Linked DNA regions of Mus musculus: region 1 is linked to region 2. The links are chromatin contacts, called in public promoter capture Hi-C maps. All regions are on one chromosome and are shown on one strand. Each heading gives the region's core, a stretch centred on a gene start, on an enhancer-like site or on the middle of the called end of the contact. The rest is flanking DNA. Distances are from core to core; before and after follow the strand shown. Region 1 holds the start of Vstm2l (V-set and transmembrane domain containing 2-like). Region 2 overlaps Rpn2 (ribophorin II).

Evidence for each region. Promoter capture Hi-C pulls out the DNA fragments that hold promoters and counts their contacts.
Region 1: a contact with region 2 is called in a promoter capture Hi-C map of frontonasal cranial neural crest, with 3 times the contacts expected there. The contact joins the promoter of Vstm2l here to the enhancer-like site in region 2. A contact is called at or near these places in 6 of 39 promoter capture datasets (the 3T3-L1 cell line, the C10 cell line, frontonasal cranial neural crest and 2 more).

The regions. Positions count from the first base shown.
Region 1 is chr2:157,912,658-157,916,464 of GRCm38.p6, reverse strand. Vstm2l (V-set and transmembrane domain containing 2-like) reads right to left here and starts at 1,812. Exons shown (of 4, transcript NM_198627.2): 1 at 1,534-1,812. The coding sequence starts at 1,654.
Region 2 is chr2:157,304,976-157,308,421 of GRCm38.p6, reverse strand. The region is part of intron 9 of Rpn2 (ribophorin II); the gene reads right to left. Among named protein-coding and RNA genes, the nearest start is that of Mroh8, 27 kb to the right of the region's middle. Within about 2 kb of position 1,476, at least 25 of the 459 cell types and tissues checked have an H3K27ac peak or open chromatin away from gene starts, as enhancers often do.

The DNA.
Region 1 (3,807 bases), core at 563-3,062, 610 kb before region 2:
ATTTCTCCTCTGTGAATAGAGCATCAAAATAGTCCTTTCCCTGTTTTCTACCTTTCCTGCCAGGCCAGCAGAAATCATGATGGACATCAAGGTATGTGAGAGGTTTTTGTCCAACATAGCGAGGAGGTGAGGTGTATGTAGATACGGGGATCTGGGCTTCCCTTAGGCACAGGAATTCTGAGCATGGCTTTGAAAACCCCTCCCTCTGGAGCAACCCCAATCGTGCAGCACACCTGTAAAAGGCCTTGCCTGGGTTTCCAGGCTCTGGCGCACACCTTTAACTCACTCCCATCAAAAGAAATCATCCTGTTCTCAGCCCTTTGTTCAAACCTCTCCCAGCCTGGGCACACAGAGCACAGCACGTGTGCTGTAGCCTCTGATGAGGGAAGGGATGGACGGAAGCAGGGTCACCTCTGGTTTCAACCACCCCTGCCCCATCACACAGCATGGCTCAGGGGCAGGGAGCCTCCACAGCTGCCTGCCCCACACCACCCAACTCTGCTGCCAACTTGGGCTCCTGTGGGGAGGAAAGGCGCTTCAGACACTCGTGCAGGCAGCACTTGCTTTCTCCTTGCTCCCACAATGCTGGAGTTCAACATTTCAGTCCTCTAGGGGCAAGGTTGAGATGGGGTCCCCGAGATGGGGGTGTCCTGTAGGATTCAAGGGGTTCATGATCCCCCCAGGGACAAACACCCTACATTCCTCTTTACTCCTGGCCTCTAGCTGAAAGAATAGACCTCAACTACTCCAGTGTATCCCAGCTCTCCGTCCCTACCTTCTTATCCCCAGACTGTCCCTACCCCTGGATGCCACCCACCCACATGGATGGCAAAGGAAGCTGCCACCCAGGCTAGCAGGTCTTAAGCAACAGCATCTGGCGCCCCTCAGGACCATTCCCGGCCGTGGAAGGGATGGATCCTGATGAAGAGGATGCAGGAGCAGTTTCAGCGTTAAACCCACAAAGGAGAAAGGAATCGGGGCAGAGAGAAGTGGGTGGGCAAAGTGTGTGCACAAGTGCGTGCGTGCATGTGTATCCGTGTCTGCAGGCAGACAGGCAAGAGTTGTGGCGAAGCGAAGCGTGTGTGCCCGAGTGCCAGCTGGCAGGGTGAGCCACCAGCCAGTGTCTGATTCGTGTGCGTAGTGGGCACAAGTATATTTACCAGCGAGGAGAGGCTCAGAGGGGATGTGCAGAGTTGTGAGTGTGGGATGCAGTGAGCGTGGCTGAGTGTGTCCGCGGTTGGAGACATCTGTATGGTCGCAGAGGTGTGTGTATCCGTGTGAGTGTGTACGCGCGTGGAGGGGGTCTTCTGCGAGCTGGGGCCAGAGCGAGTGTGCTCTTGGGAACCCCTTCTCGCAGAGCTGGCCCCGATAGGAGACAGGGTGGGTCCCCAGTCCCAGCAGAGGGCGCCCCGGAACTCTGGGCCATAGCATCAGTCGGCGCAGGTTCGAGCACCGCGACCGCCAAGTTGGAGCGGCTGCGACCGGGGTGGGGTTCAGTGGGGGGAAGTCCGTGGGGGCTGCGCGCAAACTCACCGTGTCCGGAGACGTGGTTGTCCCAGGGCGCATGGCCTGCGGGTCGCGTGGCGCCGCCGAGTTGCAGGAAAAGTGCCAGGTAGTGGAGGGCGCCCAGCGCCGCGGCCAGCGGGGCCCCCATGCTGCGCGCTCCGGCCGGGGGCGCCGCCGCCTCACATCGGGGCTCCGCAGCCCGCAAAGCCCGCGCCCGCCGTACCCTGCCCGGCGCCGCCGCCGCCCTCTCCTGCTGGCCCCGGCCCGGCCCCGGCTGCAGGCAGCGAGCGCACGCCCAGCCCGCCGCCTCCGACTGCGGGACTCTTCGCTTGCGCGGAAGGCCACTCCGCGCCGCCGCGCACCCGCCCTCCCCCTCGCTCCCCGCCCTGAGCCGGCGGCGGCGGAGGGATCCGCAGCTTGATTTATCATCAAAGTTTTGCCCAGGCTGGGATTTTTAAAGCGGTACTCGCAACTGGCCTCCCGCGCGGGAGCGGGGGTGGGGCAGGCCCGGGGGTGGAAGGCCACCTGGGGACCTAACCCCCCGCAGGGCGGAACACTAGGGTGTTGGGAGTCGAAATCCGATCGTTGGGGATAAACATCCGACCTGCCACCAGACCCGTGCGCTGGAGGGGCCGCTCAACTTTGCCAGCTGGGTAGTGTTGGGGCCAGGGCCAGGCGAGGTGCAGGACAGGTGAATAGGGGTGGGGGGCGCACCCGGGATGAGACATAGGTGAACTAGTTTAAGATCTGGCAGCTTTGGGGTCCCCGTGTGATCACGCGTAGTTTCTCCTGTCCTCGAGTTCTTCGTCTGAAAAATGGGGACAGACGCCACCACCAGAAGCAGTGTGTGTCGGGGGTTGGGGGGGGGGGGGTCTTTGGAGTTAGGTGGGTAAAGTGGGGAACATCGTGGCGCCCACACAATGTAGTTATCATTGTGGTTCCTGTCTCTGGGACTCAGCAGTTAGTGGGGCTCCTAGCTTAGAGGTGTTGGGGTTCTACACAGTGAACTGGATCGCCCCCTTCTGGACTGTAAGGCTCTCCCTAGATGAAAGGTCTAGATGGAGTGTGTGTGTGTGTGTGTGTGTGTGTGTGTGTGTGTCTGTGTGTGTAAACCATGAAGACTCTTTCATTCCCAAGAGTGGCAGTCCAATTCTGATTCCTTCCTTGACTCTTTAACTGAGGCTTTTGTGACAGGAAAAGAGGGTTGGGGGGTTATTTTAAAGAAAAGCCTATTTCATAAGGCTGCCTTCTCCGAGGTCTTGAGAAGATCCGGAGCAAGGTTTCGGACCCCGGGAAGGATTCTTCCTACCCTCATTTCTCCTCTGCCTTCGCCGGCAGGCATTGTTTCAGCATTGCGGACAGCACCCTTTTCGTTTCATCCTTTAAGAACCGCGGACAGCGCCTCGGGGGTGATTAGATGCGAGGGTTCAGCACCGTGGACAGATCCCCGCTCCACACACACAGCACCGCAGGGATCCAGCTTCCAGCACGGCTCACAGTACCTAAAGTTTGAGAGATCTAAAAAGCGGAGTGACACACCGTGCTTGCTGTCTTTATTCTGTCTCCCTATGCCCCTTTCAGATATTATGGTGGATAGTATACTGTTGTCACCAGGATCAACTCAAGTTTCCCTCCCTGCTAGGTGTTGCATGTTAGAGGCACAGTTTCAGCACCACGGACAGCTCCTCTTCAGCATCAGCCAGCTGTGCAGAGGCTCTTTAAACTCCTATCCAAGATCTTTCCAGAACACTGTGGTGGCAGAACCGGGGATCGGACCCGAGTGTTCTCCTCTTCAAACGCAGATTGGAAGTAAATAAATACATTTCAAAATATGAAGAGGGGCAGACAGAGAGACAGAGACTGAGTGAGACTGGAGGGAAGGGCACAGCAAAGGGACAAGAAGTCTCAGGTCCTTCCAGAACAGCCTCTAGGTACTATATCTGTCCTATCATTGTCAGGAAACTGAGGCTCAGAAAGGCTGAACTTGCTGCTTAAAGCAGGGCAATGCTAAAAGTGTGTTGGTCCAGGAAGTAGAGACCAGACTCTCAGGCATATATCTGAGCAGCCTTAACTCAGCCCTCCTTGTTACAGCTTTGGAAGGTAAGAACCAGGGAGGGCTTTCCTGAACAAGGTCCAAGTCCTCTGTCTCTCATCTCAGGACTCTCCCATTGCACCCACCTGCTCCACTTGTATCCCCCATACCAGTACAGTTTACACACCATATTCATATCCGTGACTCCTGAGGCAGGGGAACCTGAGATGTCTCCATCTCCCACCCCCACCCCCTTTAATTAAAGTTTC
Region 2 (3,446 bases), core at 227-2,726:
CTTAACTGCTGGGACCAAGGAAAAGAGCAGCCTGTACAAATACTGGAAGAAGAGCCATGGCATTTTCTAAGGTGCCACAGCAAGGTATGACAGCTCAAATCAAGACCAAAACAAGAAAAGCAAAGGAACCCCTTTTAGCAGTCTTTTCTCCTGCTTCAATAAAAACCATTTTGTAACAGCAGCTTCAGTTATCTGGCTGAATAATTTTTTGTTTTGTTGAAGAAAACTTGGGAATGTGAAAGAGTTCTGATCAGAGGCTGTCGGACTCTTCTAGTGGATACACAGCCACTCACTGGCACTCACTCTATCTGGCATGGCTGCCTGGCAATGAGACAGGCGTCTCCACGGTTATAGCAGCAGAGGCAGGAGAAGCAAATCATCAAATGGACAAGCCATGGAGAAAATTAAATGCAACCCTGCCCCCAACATACACACAGGCAAGCATGGGAAGAACTAAAAGCCCTGCCTCCAACTCACTACACAGGCAAGCTATGGAAAGAAATCCCCCCCCCCCCCCACACACCCTACCACACACAAGCAAGCCATAGAAGAGCTAGCCACACACAGGGCAGGTTCAGCATCAGATCAGGCTCTCTTATATGAAGTCAGCTCTATAGAGGTTCTTGGCATTTCTATCAGACAATACACAATCGGAAAGCTCAGGCAAAGATGCTGCCCAAGAAATCTGAACAACACATGTGGCCAGGCTGGTATACACTTCTACTTGGGATAAAGACAAAAAATATAACTTTATCAAATGATCCCTCCATGGCAAATAAGAAAGCTTTTTTCTATTACTTTAAAAATATATTATTTTAAATTATGTGTATGTGTCTGAGTGTGGCTACTCCATACACATGTGTGCACGCTGTCCTCGGAGGACAGAGCTATCAGATCCCCAAGAGCTGCAGTTATAGGCAGTTGTGAACTGTCAGATATGGACGCTGGGAACTAAACTCAGGTCTTCTGGAAGAGCAGCAAGTGCTCTGAAACCATGAGTCATCTCTCCAGCCTCATCTTTTACTTTTTCTTAGCACCCAGAAGCTATTGATGATAGATAGACTTCTCTGAGGATGACTGAACTGAGAGCATGGAGAAAGACTCATATTCATTATTATTTTCCTGTACTTTGAAAAAAAACCCACACATCTATATGTATATTTAATTCCTGTTTTTAAAATTCAAAACAGGCAAAAACAGAAACAACAAAAATGTAAAAATAGGAGGGAGACTTGTAGAGAGGAGAGGAGTTGACAAGGGTGGGAGAGGACTAAGAGAGAGGGTCTGTATGCACTGTGTGCATGTATGAAATTGTCAAAGAATACATTTAATATTCAAAGTAATCTTTTTTTTCTCTCAGTAGATAGAGACAGACAAGTAGATAAGAATCAGACAGGGCTCTTTCAGAGTATCCTAAACATAGCCATAAGGAAGCCATCAAGTTTCTTAACCAAGAGCAGAAACACAGCCATCAGAGCCTGCTCATCAAGACTCCATTGAATGTTTACTCTGAAGGAATCCACCTCACACATTCCCAGACTATACAAACACAAGGAATGCACACAAGGAACGGCAAACTGGAATGAACTTGAGTAGTTTGAGTTTGCTTTCCTATTTTAAAAGGCTGCCAAAACACCCTGCTGTACAGAAACACTGCAGGACTGTTAGCGAGTAGACAGAACAGCTTAAAACAAACCTTTGCTCCTAAAAATATCTCACAACAAATGGACTTCTGGAAACACTCATAAAAAAAGCATTTCTATGCCACTCTTTTACAGCAAAGTGTGCAATAAAAATCATAACTTTCGCAGGCCTGTTTTAAGACTCCGTAGGGTCCCAGTTGGTTAACTCTTCCTTCAAACCAGTGTTGTGGGGTTAGTCTCAAACAGGAAAGGGGCTGTGTGCCCACTGTAATACCCGGGCCTGCTTTACACAGGAGAGCACACCACCCCTTTCATTGCTTGCAGTGTATCCTATATACATATACCCCCAAAAATTTTAAACACCAGGAAATGTGGTCTTTCTGCTGAGAGTAATAACTCCCCATTTGGCTTATTACTGTCAAAAATGATGGTGCATTAGAGGCAATTAATGCTAATGAAAGCTTCCAAGCCCTGTTCCCCTGACAGCCAGCCCCGTGTCAATGGGTACTATTACAGGTTTCCACATGAACCACCGCTAATGCACTCTAACCAATGCTGGCATCTCTAAGGGGGAGCAAACAGGGCTTGCTGACCTGTTCTTAGGCTCTAAAGGTGACTATTACTGAAATTACATAGTACAGTTGTACATACAGCAAGAATCAACACACACACACACACATGCCCACATACACAAATGGACACACACTGAGCTCCAATGTGATAAAGTGGAAGAGAACATTTTTTTTCTGCTTATCCATCCCTGGAAAGGGGCAGGACAATAAATGGTCTCAGTAAGGGCTGACCACAGTTGCATCCAGAGCTATTAGACAATTCTGCTATTTTGTGCTTAGTTTTTCCAACAACTACAAAAACACTTGGACAAACAGCAGACTTGACATTTCAAGAAGCCGAGTGTTACAATAATCCACAGGGCACTACTGGATTACAGACAAAATAGATTAATGGAATTGATTTCTGGGTCCAAAAATGAACCTTTAAGTTTATGGCCAATCAAGTTCTGACAATGTCAAGACAATTCAATGAGCAAAGAATAATCTGTCACAAATGGCACTTGGGCAACCGGGTCTCCATGCCCAGAAGAAAGAGGTCAGAGACACACAAAATCATCTCAAAGCACATCAGAGACCTTAGGTTAAGAGCTTTTGAAAATATAAAATTCTTATTAAAAAGCATCTCTATGATTTTGGTTTAGAAAATGGTTTCTTATATAATATCTAAATCACAAGTGACAAAAGAAAACATAAATTAAAATCTTTTGTGTTTAAAAAGACAGTATCAAGAAAAACTGAAGACCACTTAAAGAGTGGAGAAAATTTCTGTAAATCATGTATCCGACAAGGAAATTATAGCCAAAGATCTATAAAGAACTCTTCTAAGTCAAACATTTAAAAGAGAAGCAAACGGAAGTGGAGGGATGGGGGGGGGGGGGACGACAAGGTGGCTCAGCAGAGGACCTGGGTTTGATTACTAGCACCCACATGGCCCAGCCAACTACCCCTAGCTCCAGTTTCTGGGGATCCAATGCCCTCTTCTCGCCTCTGTGGGCACTAGGCACACTTGGTGCACTTAGATACACGCAGGCAAGACACTCATACATAAAAATAAATCTTAAAAACACACAGTGTTTAAGTACAAGTACCAAATATAAATAAACAACGTGTTTTTTAGTCAGCCCCACAAATGAATAAAGTACTTAAATAGGGTAAAACATGAATAATTCTAAAAATACTGCATGTACTAAACGAGAAAGAATTCCAGAGGCAGAAGTTAGCATATTGTGTG